Regions from separate parts of the Mus musculus genome. Here region 2 is linked to region 1. Evidence: chromatin contacts called from public Hi-C data. All regions are on one chromosome and are shown on one strand. The core of a region is the stretch at or near the end of the contact, and the rest is flanking DNA. Distances in the headings are between cores, read along the strand shown. Region 1 holds the start of Scimp (SLP adaptor and CSK interacting membrane protein). Region 2 holds the start of Gp1ba (glycoprotein 1b, alpha polypeptide).

What was found. A called contact is a pair of places that touch in the nucleus more often than the background predicts.
Region 2: a Hi-C map of B cells shows a contact between it and region 1, with 2.1 times the contacts expected there. The contact joins the promoter of Gp1ba here to the promoter of Scimp in region 1. A contact is called at or near these places in 4 of 39 promoter capture datasets (the HPC-7 cell line, cranial neural crest, liver and 1 more), 26 of 484 Hi-C or Micro-C datasets (B cells, the Ba/F3 cell line, CD4 T cells and 19 more), 6 of 115 datasets of contacts at active chromatin or transcription factors (the 230-238 cell line, the SCID.adh cell line, bone marrow-derived dendritic cells and 3 more) and 4 of 9 other capture datasets (adipose tissue, liver, macrophages and 1 more).

The regions. Positions count from the first base shown.
Region 1 is chr11:70,809,684-70,814,971 of GRCm38.p6, reverse strand. Scimp (SLP adaptor and CSK interacting membrane protein) reads left to right here and starts at 2,411. Exons shown (of 5, transcript NM_001045526.2): 1 at 2,411-2,496.
Region 2 is chr11:70,636,162-70,641,456 of GRCm38.p6, reverse strand. Gp1ba (glycoprotein 1b, alpha polypeptide) reads right to left here and starts at 2,335. Exons shown (of 2, transcript NM_010326.3): 1 at 2,259-2,335; 2 at 1-2,053. The coding sequence starts at 2,047. It overlaps Gm12315 (a long non-coding RNA gene), which reads left to right and starts at 5,255. Exons shown (of 3, transcript XR_001780246.2): 1 at 5,255-5,295.

The DNA of each region.
Region 1 (5,288 bases), core at 1,162-3,661:
TACAGAGTGAGTTCCAGGACAGCCAGGGCTATACAGAGAAACCCTGTCTCAGAAAATAAATAAATAAATCCTAAGCCGGACAGTGGTGGCACTTGCCTTTGATCACAGCACTTGGGAGGCAGAGGCAGACAGATTTCTGAGTTCAAGGCCAACCTAGTGTACAGAATGAGTTCCAGGACAGCCAGGGCTACACAGAGAAACCCTGTCTCAAAAAAACAAAAAACCAACAAACAAAAAAATCCTAATTTAATTTTTTTAAACTATGTCAAAGTGGTGTATTTGTTAATCAGCTTGGGCGGGGTCATCATTCCACAGAACAGATGCATCAAGTCATGTGCTACATTGTGTACCTTAAATTTATGCCATTTTTTATTTATCAAAAAGTGAAGGAGAGGAACAGAAGAAAGATCTCATAGCAGAATCCTGAGAGCAACTTTATGTTCATCTGGTGAAAACTGATTTCACAGGCAACAACAGACCACAGCAGAAGGGAAGGGTTTACTCAGAAAGTTGCTCGACAAATTGGGCTGGGAATTTTGATCTTCTGCCTCCTAGGGCTTGAACTTTCTTCAGATTGTTGAACATGGTATATTTATCAAGTTTGCAATGTCACAGCTGAATTTGGGACCCCCAGAGAAAGCAAAGCAACTGGATAAATTGAGCACAAGCCAAGGACCATAGCTCTGCTAGCCTAGGCTATGCTATTCCCATAGGAGCTCTGGCTAACTTTTCTTCTCCTTCTCCTTTTTTCCTTCTCCATTTCTCCTTCTTCTCCTTCTTCTTTTCCAAGACAGGGTTTCTCTGTGTAGCCTTGGCTATCCTGGGTTTTGTTTTGTTTTGTTTTGTTTTGTTTTGTTTTTTCGAGACAGGGTTTCTCTGTAGCCCTGGCTGTCCTGGAACACACTCTATAGACCAGGCTGGCCTCAAACTCAGAAATCCTCCTGCCTCTGCCTCCCAAGTGCTGGGATTAAAGGCATGTGCCACCACTGCCCGGCTCTGGCTAACTTCTCAGAAGGTAATTTTAAATTTGCTATTTGAAAGGTAGGGCTTCTGTTTGTTTTGAGACAGGCTTTCACAACATAGCCGTACTGACACTGAACTAGCAGCAATCCTCCTGCTTCTGCCTCCCCAGTGCTGGGATCACAGGTATGCACCACCATGCCTAGCTTAGGACAATTTTTGAGCAATTAAGTTTCAGCTAAGTGAGTAGGGAAGAGCACCAGCTTTGCCTTTGGTGTGGACAGATCTGAGTTGAAGGTCACCATGAAAAACTGGTTCCATGGCAGAACCTCCACACGCTTCAGTATTCTAAGAAACAAAGGAAATAATCGAATTAAGTGAAGGTCTATTGAGACCAGGAAAGTGAAACCCTGGTAGAGTCCTAGCCCCCAGCAGTACTCAACAGTGGCTCCTAACAATACAATGCAGTTGGCCCAGAAGGCTTGGGAGAGAGAGCAGCCTTGTGCACTTTCCTCCCAATTCCAAGTTCCTGGATGCCATGTTGATATTTTGAAATTGACCATGGTAGGAATATTTACACCGTAAACACCAGTGAATGCTACCTGTGGGTATCTTCTGGGCAGGTGGGGGAATCTTCCCCAGTCACTTTAGTTGTCATCATTGTTCCTGAGTGCCAGCGCACCCCTCCCTTGGAGAGGCATCTCACACACATCCATGCTGCCATGAAGTGACGACTCACCACAAGCAGCTACTTCTACAAGGCAGTTTCTTTGTTTCCTCACCCCAAACTTCCATTTTTAGAGGCTATGAGCATCACTGGGAACTCTGTCTCACAGTGTGGTAGGAAATGATTCAATTCAATTAACACTGTCCACTGGCCGGGTGTCACAGCATGCACTTGTAATCTGGTACTTGGGAGGCAGAAGTAGGAATATCACAAGTTCAAGAACAGCCTAGGCTACCCTCTAGGTATCACCACCATGCTCTCTTAGACACTCTCTTAGAGTCTCCTTGACTCCTCTAAACAGAAGTTGGGCCAACAGGTCCAGGGGTTCAAGAGCCACACTTGCGGGATGATGCATCTGTCTTCCATTTCCCACCATGCATCTCTGGGTAGACCTAGGGCCCCCCTCTCTCTTCTTGAGTCCCACATGACCATGCCCAGGAAAGTTTAAGGGAGACTTCCCCTGGGGCAACCCCCTCACTCACTCACTCACTCACTCTGGAGCCTGATTCCTCTCAGGACCCCCTTCCACACCACGACCAGCCTTCATGGGCCTCTGCTGGAGCCACGAAGGGCAGTGGGAAGGTAGCTTTTAAAAACAGAAAAACAAAAAACAAAAAACAAAACTGGAGTAGTTAGCTTCACTAGAATGGGGACCAGAAAGAGGAAGTGTGGTCAGGCTAGTGCCTGCAGCCTCCAAGGGTGAGTGAGGGTATGTGGGCGATCAAGCCTCTCCCCAGTTGTGCTTGAGTAACACCCTCAGTCCACAGCTGTCTCCCCAGCTGCTTCCAGTGAACACCCCGGCAGTCTAGGTAAGTGCTTCAACTTGCTTTTCCCACCATAGTCATCTGTCCATGTTGCTGTTAGACGTGTGGCCAAATAGGCAACCCCACAGGCACAGGCTGAGGGGACTGTCGCTCGAGGCTGTAGTACACAGCCGGGTACAACTGGAGAAAGAGTGGCCTGGAAGAGTTCACTTGGCGTGGCTGCTGAGTGACGCTGGCCATCTCCTTACTCCTCCAGTGTGTGTGCCAGGCAAGGCAAGTTTACCTGGAAGGATGAAGTCACAGTTGGGAGTGAGTTGTGTGAAGTGTGAGGAATTATCGCTATCTGCATAGTGTCTGTAATATCTGGTATTTGATTGGTAGAGGACCCGCACTGTACTGTGTATTGTAAACGCTGGCTACCTCTCAGTGCTCTTGGATGAAAGAATCAGAACAGCACGCCTCTCGGTGCCTTTGGCACTCAGCCTCTGGTGTCTGGGATTTATAAGGCACTTGCCAACCTTCAGAAGCCTCGGGACTCAGAGGTGTTCAGCTGGCGTGAGACCTCGATGGAGCCTTCTGCTTTTGACCTCTGGAAATCAATGTTCTCAATTCTTTTTTTTTTTTTTTCTTATAGAAAATATTTTCCTTTCTCTGTTTGGGAATTTTTCCTGCATGTGTGTCTGCGTATCATATACATGCCTGGCGTCCTTGGAGGAGAGATGAGGCCATCAGATCCTTGAAACTGAACTTACAGATGGTTGTGAGCCACAACACCGTGCTGGGAACGGAACTTGGGACTCCTCTGAAAGAGCAGTCATTGTTCTTAACCACTGAGCCATGTCACTAGCTCTTCAGAAATCATTTTTTCAATCCCTGTATTATGCCATAGACCATGTGGGAGGATCAGCATCTCCAGAAGTGTGTCAGGATGGAGTTCCTCCCGCCTTCTCCCCTCTCCCCCTCCCCCTTCTCCCTTCTCCCTTCCTTCTCCTCCCTTCTCCCTACATCTATCTCTTCCTCCCCTTTTCCTCCCTTTCTCCCCTGTTCCTGTTTCCTTTTTTCCTAGCAAATAGATGTATTTCCTAACTGTAGGTAAACAAATCTGCTAGATAAGCAATAAGCTGTGGGGACTGAGCATGTATGGATAGAACTGAGTCCTATGATATAATAAATCAGACTCAGGATTAATGTGCGGCCGTCCCGGCTTGCTAAGCTGTCATGCTGAGACACACATGCAGCAAGCAGCAGGACAGTGTGGGCAACTGCCAGTCCAGTTATTGGCCCAAACACTGTGTTAACACATGCAGGCATCAGAGCTAGCCATAACAGAGTTAAATATCAGTGGAGACAGGCATTCATTATGCATAAGTACCCTCGCCTTGTTAGTTCTACAGGATTCGCATTCTGACCTGACATCTTTTTTTTCCCCAGCCAGGGTTTCTCTATGTAGTAGCCCTGACTGTTCTGGAATTTGATGTGTAGACCAGGCTGGCCTTGAACTCACAGAGATCCACTTACCTCTGCCTCCCAAGTGCTGAGATTAAAGGCGTGTGCCACCACTGCCCACCCTGATACTGTTTTTAGTGGAATACTAACCACCATGTCATTATAGAGTGCGCTAGCAAGCCAGAATACAGAATAAGGATATGATTACAGCATGTTCCCATAATTCAATATAAATACAATATAATATAAAATATAATAAAATATAAGCAGAATATAAACTTCCTCACAGGGTTTTCTACTGAAACATCATTTTATAGCCACACCTTTAATCACGCACTGGAGAGGCAGAGTCAAGTCAATCTCTGTGAGTTCAAGGACAGCCTCATCTACATAGTGGCTTCCAGTACATCCAAGGGTATGTAGAGAGACCCTGCCTCAACCACCCCATCCCCGCCTCCACCAAAAATGTATAATTCTGTATATAAATCAATGTCAGTACATTCATTTACAAGAACTTTGATTAACCCATTTCCTTTAGTAAAATATTGCATGTGATTTTAAAGAGGCACGGGCTGGACTTGTAGCTTAGTGGTAAAGGACTTTGCCATGTATGTGCAAGGGCCTAGGTTTAATTCTCAACATAAACAAACAAACCTACAGAAGATCACAAAGGAAACATCATCCAAAACAAATTTGTAAATATGTAACGATATTGTACATAAGTATGTCTTCTTTAGCAACATATTTAATGGTCATAATGTATATTTAAACAGCAAAATGTAAGTATCAATTTACTGAAGTCATTGGCCCCATATATAGTGTTAACATGTGTGCATATCCTAGATATCCCACGATAAATGTATTAAGTAGCTATATCAGTCATAATACATAGTTACAAATCACCTGAAGTCCTTTGCTAGCTCTCCACATCCCTACTGAAGCCCGTTACAGACTTCATGTTCTCCTTTACCCTGGAAGACCAAGCCCCTATTTATTAAGTTTGATGTAAGGTCCAGTCAGCCCAGGCTTGTCATCTCACATCCTACGCATATTAGACTGAAAATTATATATATATCTATATCAAACCCAGATATGGTGGCACTGGAGAAACAGAGGCAGGTGGATCTCTGTGAGTTTGAAGCCAGCCTAATCTACATAGAGTTGCAGGACAGCCAGGGCTACATAGAGAGACACTGTCTCAAACCAAACCAAAAGTAGCAAACAAACAAAGCTCATGGACCCTAACAGCTAACCTTGGTCCTGACTGTGCCCTTCCAGGCTAGCAGCCTTTCCACTTCAGGGAAGGTCCGCACTTCTAAGAGTTGAGATGGTGACACTCCCAGGAGTCAGTGTCTAGACTTTCTGGCAAAATATTATTTAGAGTCCTCAGC
Region 2 (5,295 bases), core at 1,086-3,585, 170 kb after region 1:
ATCCTTGAAGGAAGAGCAGCCAGGCCCGGGGCATAGTTACTTGCCTTGCCCTCTGCACCTCCAGGCTTGTGGTGTGAGTGCTTGTGGCCAATGCAGCAGATTGTTCCATGTCCAGACTATGTGGTGTCACATGCCAGGTCCAGGTCAGCAACAAGATGAGGACCACAGAGGCAAATAGGAGCCAGAGGAGACCAAGGACATAGAAGCCCAGGGGGAGGAAGCAGCAAAAGTCAGAATTGAGAAAAGGACTGCTTTCAGAAGTATCAGAGCTTACTAGAGCTACCTCTGGGAGATTGAGAAAGCTGTTCTGCTCTGGGATTATTGTGGTGGTGGATTCTAAGGTAGGGAGTAAAGTGAGCTCTGTGGTAAAAAATTGTTCTAAAATTGTCTCAATTGGGGTAGACTCTGGAGTGGTCAGGGTGGTAGTGAGCACTGGGGAGATAGTGGACACTAGATTAGTTAAAGTGGTGCTGGGCTCTGGGGTAGTCAGGGTGGCAGTAGTGGGCACTGGGGTGGTGCTGTGCTCTGGGGTAGTCAGAGTGGCAGTAGTGGGCACTGGGGTGGTGCTGTGCTCTGGGGTAGTCAGGGTGGCAGTAGTGGGTACCAGGGTGGTGCTGGGCTCTGGGGTAGTTAAGGTGGCAGTAGTGGGCACTGGGGTGGTGCTGGGCTCTAGGGTAGTCAGGGTGGCAGTAGTGGGCACTGGGATGGTGCTGGGCTTTGGGGTAGTCAGGATGGCAGTAGTGGGCACTGGGATGGTGCTGTGCTCTGGGGTTGTCAGGATGGTAGTAGTGGGCACTGGGGTGGTGCTGTGCTCTGGGGTAGTCAGGGTGGAGGTGGTAAGCATTGGTTGGATGTTGGGCTCTGGGGTAGCCTGGGTGGAGGTGGGCTCTAGGGTGGTTGGGGAGGGGATGAGTACAGTATTGAGTTTTAGACTGTAGAAGGTTGGGTTAGATTCCATGGTCTCTGGGAGTGTGGTGAAACCTGGGCTCTGTGTGTGGATGAATGTAGATTGTTTCTTAGTGGGTTTATGAGTTGGAGGCAAAGAAATCATTTGGCTGTCTTGAGAAGTAGAAGGTGCTGCGGCGAGTAGGCTCCAGTGGGTAGTATGAACTTTAGTGTTAGTAGAGAACTTGACCTCAGTTCTTGTGGCAGGGACGTCAGGGATATCATCATAGTCATCATAGTCTGTGTCACCACTACTAGTAGGGCAGCCCTTCCCTGGGTAGGAGTAGACAGGCGCATTGTCCAAGTTGGCACATCGTACACTGGCCACGTTAGGAGTTGTGTCCTTGACATCCACACCCTGCTTCCATAAGTAGACATTGTTGGCATTTTCCTGGAGCCAGTGACGGAAGTAGAGGATTTCACAATCACAGTACCAGCTGTTGGCGTGGAGAAAAACAAAAGGCAAGAGGAGGGTCCCAAAGAAGCCCTTTGGTATTGTGCGAAGCCAGTTCCTTTGAAGGTAGAGGGTATCAAGATCCTCCAGCCCATCTAGGAGCCCAGAGGGCAGCTCACGCAATTTGTTGTTGGCCAGATTGAGTTTCTTCAGCTTGGTCGTTGGCAACAAGAGCCCGGGGGGCAGACTCTTAAGATCATTGTTCTGCAAGTAGAGCTCTTGGAGTTGGCTTAGGCCATCCAGGACACCAGGAGACAGTGAGCCCAACTTGTTGAAGGAGACGTCTAGAGTAGTGAGTGCAGGCAATGCCCATCCTAGGGAGGGCAGGCTTTTCAGGTTATTATGGGATAAGTCCAGGTTTTCCAGCTTTATCAGTTTACCATTGGTCTGCAGGCTCGTCAGCTCACATCTATCCAGGTACAGATAAGTGAGGTGAGTGAAATGCACCAGTGATGCTGTGGAGAAGGTACCCAGTTGGTTCTCGCCCAGGTGGAGGATGCCTGTGTCTGCTGGCAGGTCTGCAGGCAGTGCTGTCAGCTTCTTGTTCTCACAGTTTACTTCCAGCAGGCTGGTCACTTTGGAGATACTACAAGTGTGCTGGGAATGCAAGGGACTTGGCAGCAGGAAGAGCAAGATGAGGAGAGCCATATGAACCTGTGGGCAAAGGGATGCCACCCATTACATCATTTTCCCAGCTTTTAGCCCTTCACTGCTGCAGTTCTTAGGATCCCATCTAGAAACAGCTTCCACACCTCCCAGACTTTTCTCTCCTTTTCCACCCCTGCCTCCAGCCCTTGGTTCTTATTCCCTCCTTAGAACCTTCTCCACCTCTGGTCCCAGCCCCAGCTTACAGTCAGACAGACAGTCCTTTGGAGGAACAGAGCTTCTTCCAGGCTATGACTCGGTCCTTCTCTCTACTAGCTGCAAGGAGAGCCAGCCCAAGAGCAGGAAGGAGATAGAGTTGGGGAGGAAATGACAACCTGATAATCAGCTCCTGTGACCCAGGGAACAGTCTCCCTTGCGGGCAAAGGCTCTTATCAGCTCTCTGCACAGCATTCCCCAAAGCCCTCCTTTTGGTTTTACATTCTCACTTTCCTTCCACCCCGGAGAGATCTAGAGACTTTGCAGCTACTAGCCACCAGCATTCAAAAGCTCCTTTGAGTGCTGCCTCTCTTCTCCATAGCAGTTCTTAGAGATGTCATGCTTCCTTACACTCCATGCCACCTTCCTACCCTAAGCTGAGCCCCTCCCGAATCTGGGGACTGCTGACATTCTAGTCTGCATCCCCTGGGCACGTGACTGGTATTCTCTAAACTGTTTTTGTAGCCTCCATACTCAGGACTATTCCTTCCTGGGGATGTGACAAGTGACACTCATTTTCTCTAGCCTGTGTGGTTGGTCCTTCTCAGACTCCTCTGTGGCTTCCTCTAGCTTTCTGGAGCAGTAAACCTGCTTCCAGAGGCTTCATAGGTTTTTGTATCATAACCCCATAAGTGCCTGGGAAATACTTTGCTGTGCATTTAATCACCACTTCTGCCCTAGACTTAAGTCTTTATCTCTAGTCTAGATCCTGTTTCCTGAGGCCTACATACTTAACATTAGATGCCACTTGGAGTTCTCTTCTTACATGTTCTTCAAGTATAGAAACAGTGTACATCACTGAGAGGTTCTGACAGGAAGGCCATGAGTTTGAAGCCAGCTTGAGCTACAAAAGAAGACCCTTCTCATTAAAACAACAATAATAACAATGACGACAATGACAACAACAACAAAATAACATCGAAAACTCAAGTATATTAAAAATCAAGTTCATTATGCAAATAGCTTCATCTGCTGGCCTGAGGTATAGGACTGTCTATAACACCAGTCCATGGGAAGCAGAGGCAGGAAGATCATGAGTTTGGGGCCATCCTGAGCTGTATACTGAGACCGCAAACCAAACAAAAAAGAAGCCCCATAAAAAAAAAAATAGCTTCTCCTCCTCTGTTGTCCACAGCTACTCAGTTACCTGGTCCTTTTAAACACTTCCTGATACTCCTTCCACCTTAACACCCTGCTATCAAATCCTCCTGATTTTAACTCTGGTCTCTTTGAAATCCTTCCATCTTCCACTCCCCAGCCCAAGGCACTATCTTCTTTGCTGCAGTAGCCTTCTGGTTGGTTTCTAAATTTTTTTAACTTCCCTTCTATTTCACCTAGGAGAACTGCAGATTTGCTAGTCTTTCAACTACTAGAACTCACCAGTGCCTCCTGACAGTTCTCAAAAGGCAATCTGAAGTACCTAAACAGGGTCTTCAGAGGCCTACTGGATCTGAAACTTGCCCACCTACCTGCTCAGCCCCATTGTTCAATGCTTTGCTCTCTCCTGATCATTCTCTCTCATACTGAATTTCACTCCTTCTCTTCTTCCTAACTCTTACATATCTGGCAAGTTCCAGCTCAAACTTCATTCCTCTGGAAACTCTATTTTGATTTTGCAAGCCTGGTTAGTTGTCTGGCCCATCTAATGATTAAAGATCCTACCTTCCCAGAAGGGGTATCATATACCTTAGCCTACTTACTGATGACTGCACATTGGGTAGACACAAGCCAGATACAGCTAATTCATAGACTTGCTACTTATATAATTTGCTACATGGAACAACTAAGTATCAGGAGATGAGGCAGAAGGTTGCATAGGTGGAAGCTATCATGGTGAACCTTTGAAGATGTTTTCTCTACTGTGTTGCTATCTGTTTCCAGATAAAAGCCACAGGAAAGGGATACATCACCTAGGCCAGATGCAATGCTGCACATCTTTAATCCCAGCACTTTTGTTAAACAAACAAACAAATAAACATTGGCTAGAGCCAGGCAGTGAGCTACATGTCTCAGATAAAAGCCACAGGAAAGGGATACATCACCTAGGCCAGATGCAATGCTGCACATTTTAATCCCAGCACTTTTGTTAAACAAACAAACAAACAAACAATGGCTAGAGCCAGGCAGTGAGCTACATGTCTGTAGCCTTGGTTAATTTGTAGGCTGAGATGGGAGTTTGACTCCAGCCTGGGCAAAAGAGCAATACCTTGTCTTTAAAACACTGCATGTGGTGGTTCATACCTGTAATTACAGCAACTGTGAGGAGGTTGAGGCAGGAGGATTGCTAAAATGAGGTCAGTTTGGGCTGTATGTGTTTGAGGCCAGCCTGAACTACATAAGATTCTGCCTCCGGGGCTGGAGAAATGGCTCAGTGGTTAAGAGCACTGGCTCCTCTTAGAGAGGACTTGGGTTCAATTCCCAGCAACCACATGGTGGCTCACAGCCACCTGACATAGGATCCAATGCTACCTTCTGGTGTGGCTGAAGACAGCAACAGTGTACTCATATGATTACAAGAAATAAAACAATTTTTGTTGTTGTTGTTTTTTGAGATAGGGTTTCTCTGTGTAGCCCTGGCTATCCTGGAACTCACTATGTAGACCAGGCTGGCCTCGAACTCAGAAATCTTCCTTCCTCTGCCTCCCGAGTGCTGGGATTAAAGGCGTGTGCCACCACGTCCAACTTTTATAGTGTTTTTTTTGTTTGTTTGTTTTTGTTTTTGTTTTGTTTTTGGTTAAAACAAAATTTTAAAAAGAATCTGCCTCAACCCCCAAATGAAAACTTTGGCTACCTCAAAGACTTTCTTTTTTTTTTTTTCTTCGTTTTTCGAGACAGGGTTTCTCTGTGTAGCCCTGGCTGTCCTGGAACTCACTATGTAGACCAGGCTGGCCTCGAACTCAGAAATCTTCCTTCCTCTGCCTCCCGAGTGCTGGGATTAAAGGCGTGTGCCACCACGTCCAACTTTTATAGTGTTTTTTTTTTTGTTTTTTTGTTTGTTTGTTTTTGTTTTTGTTTTTTTTTTGTTTTTGGTTAAA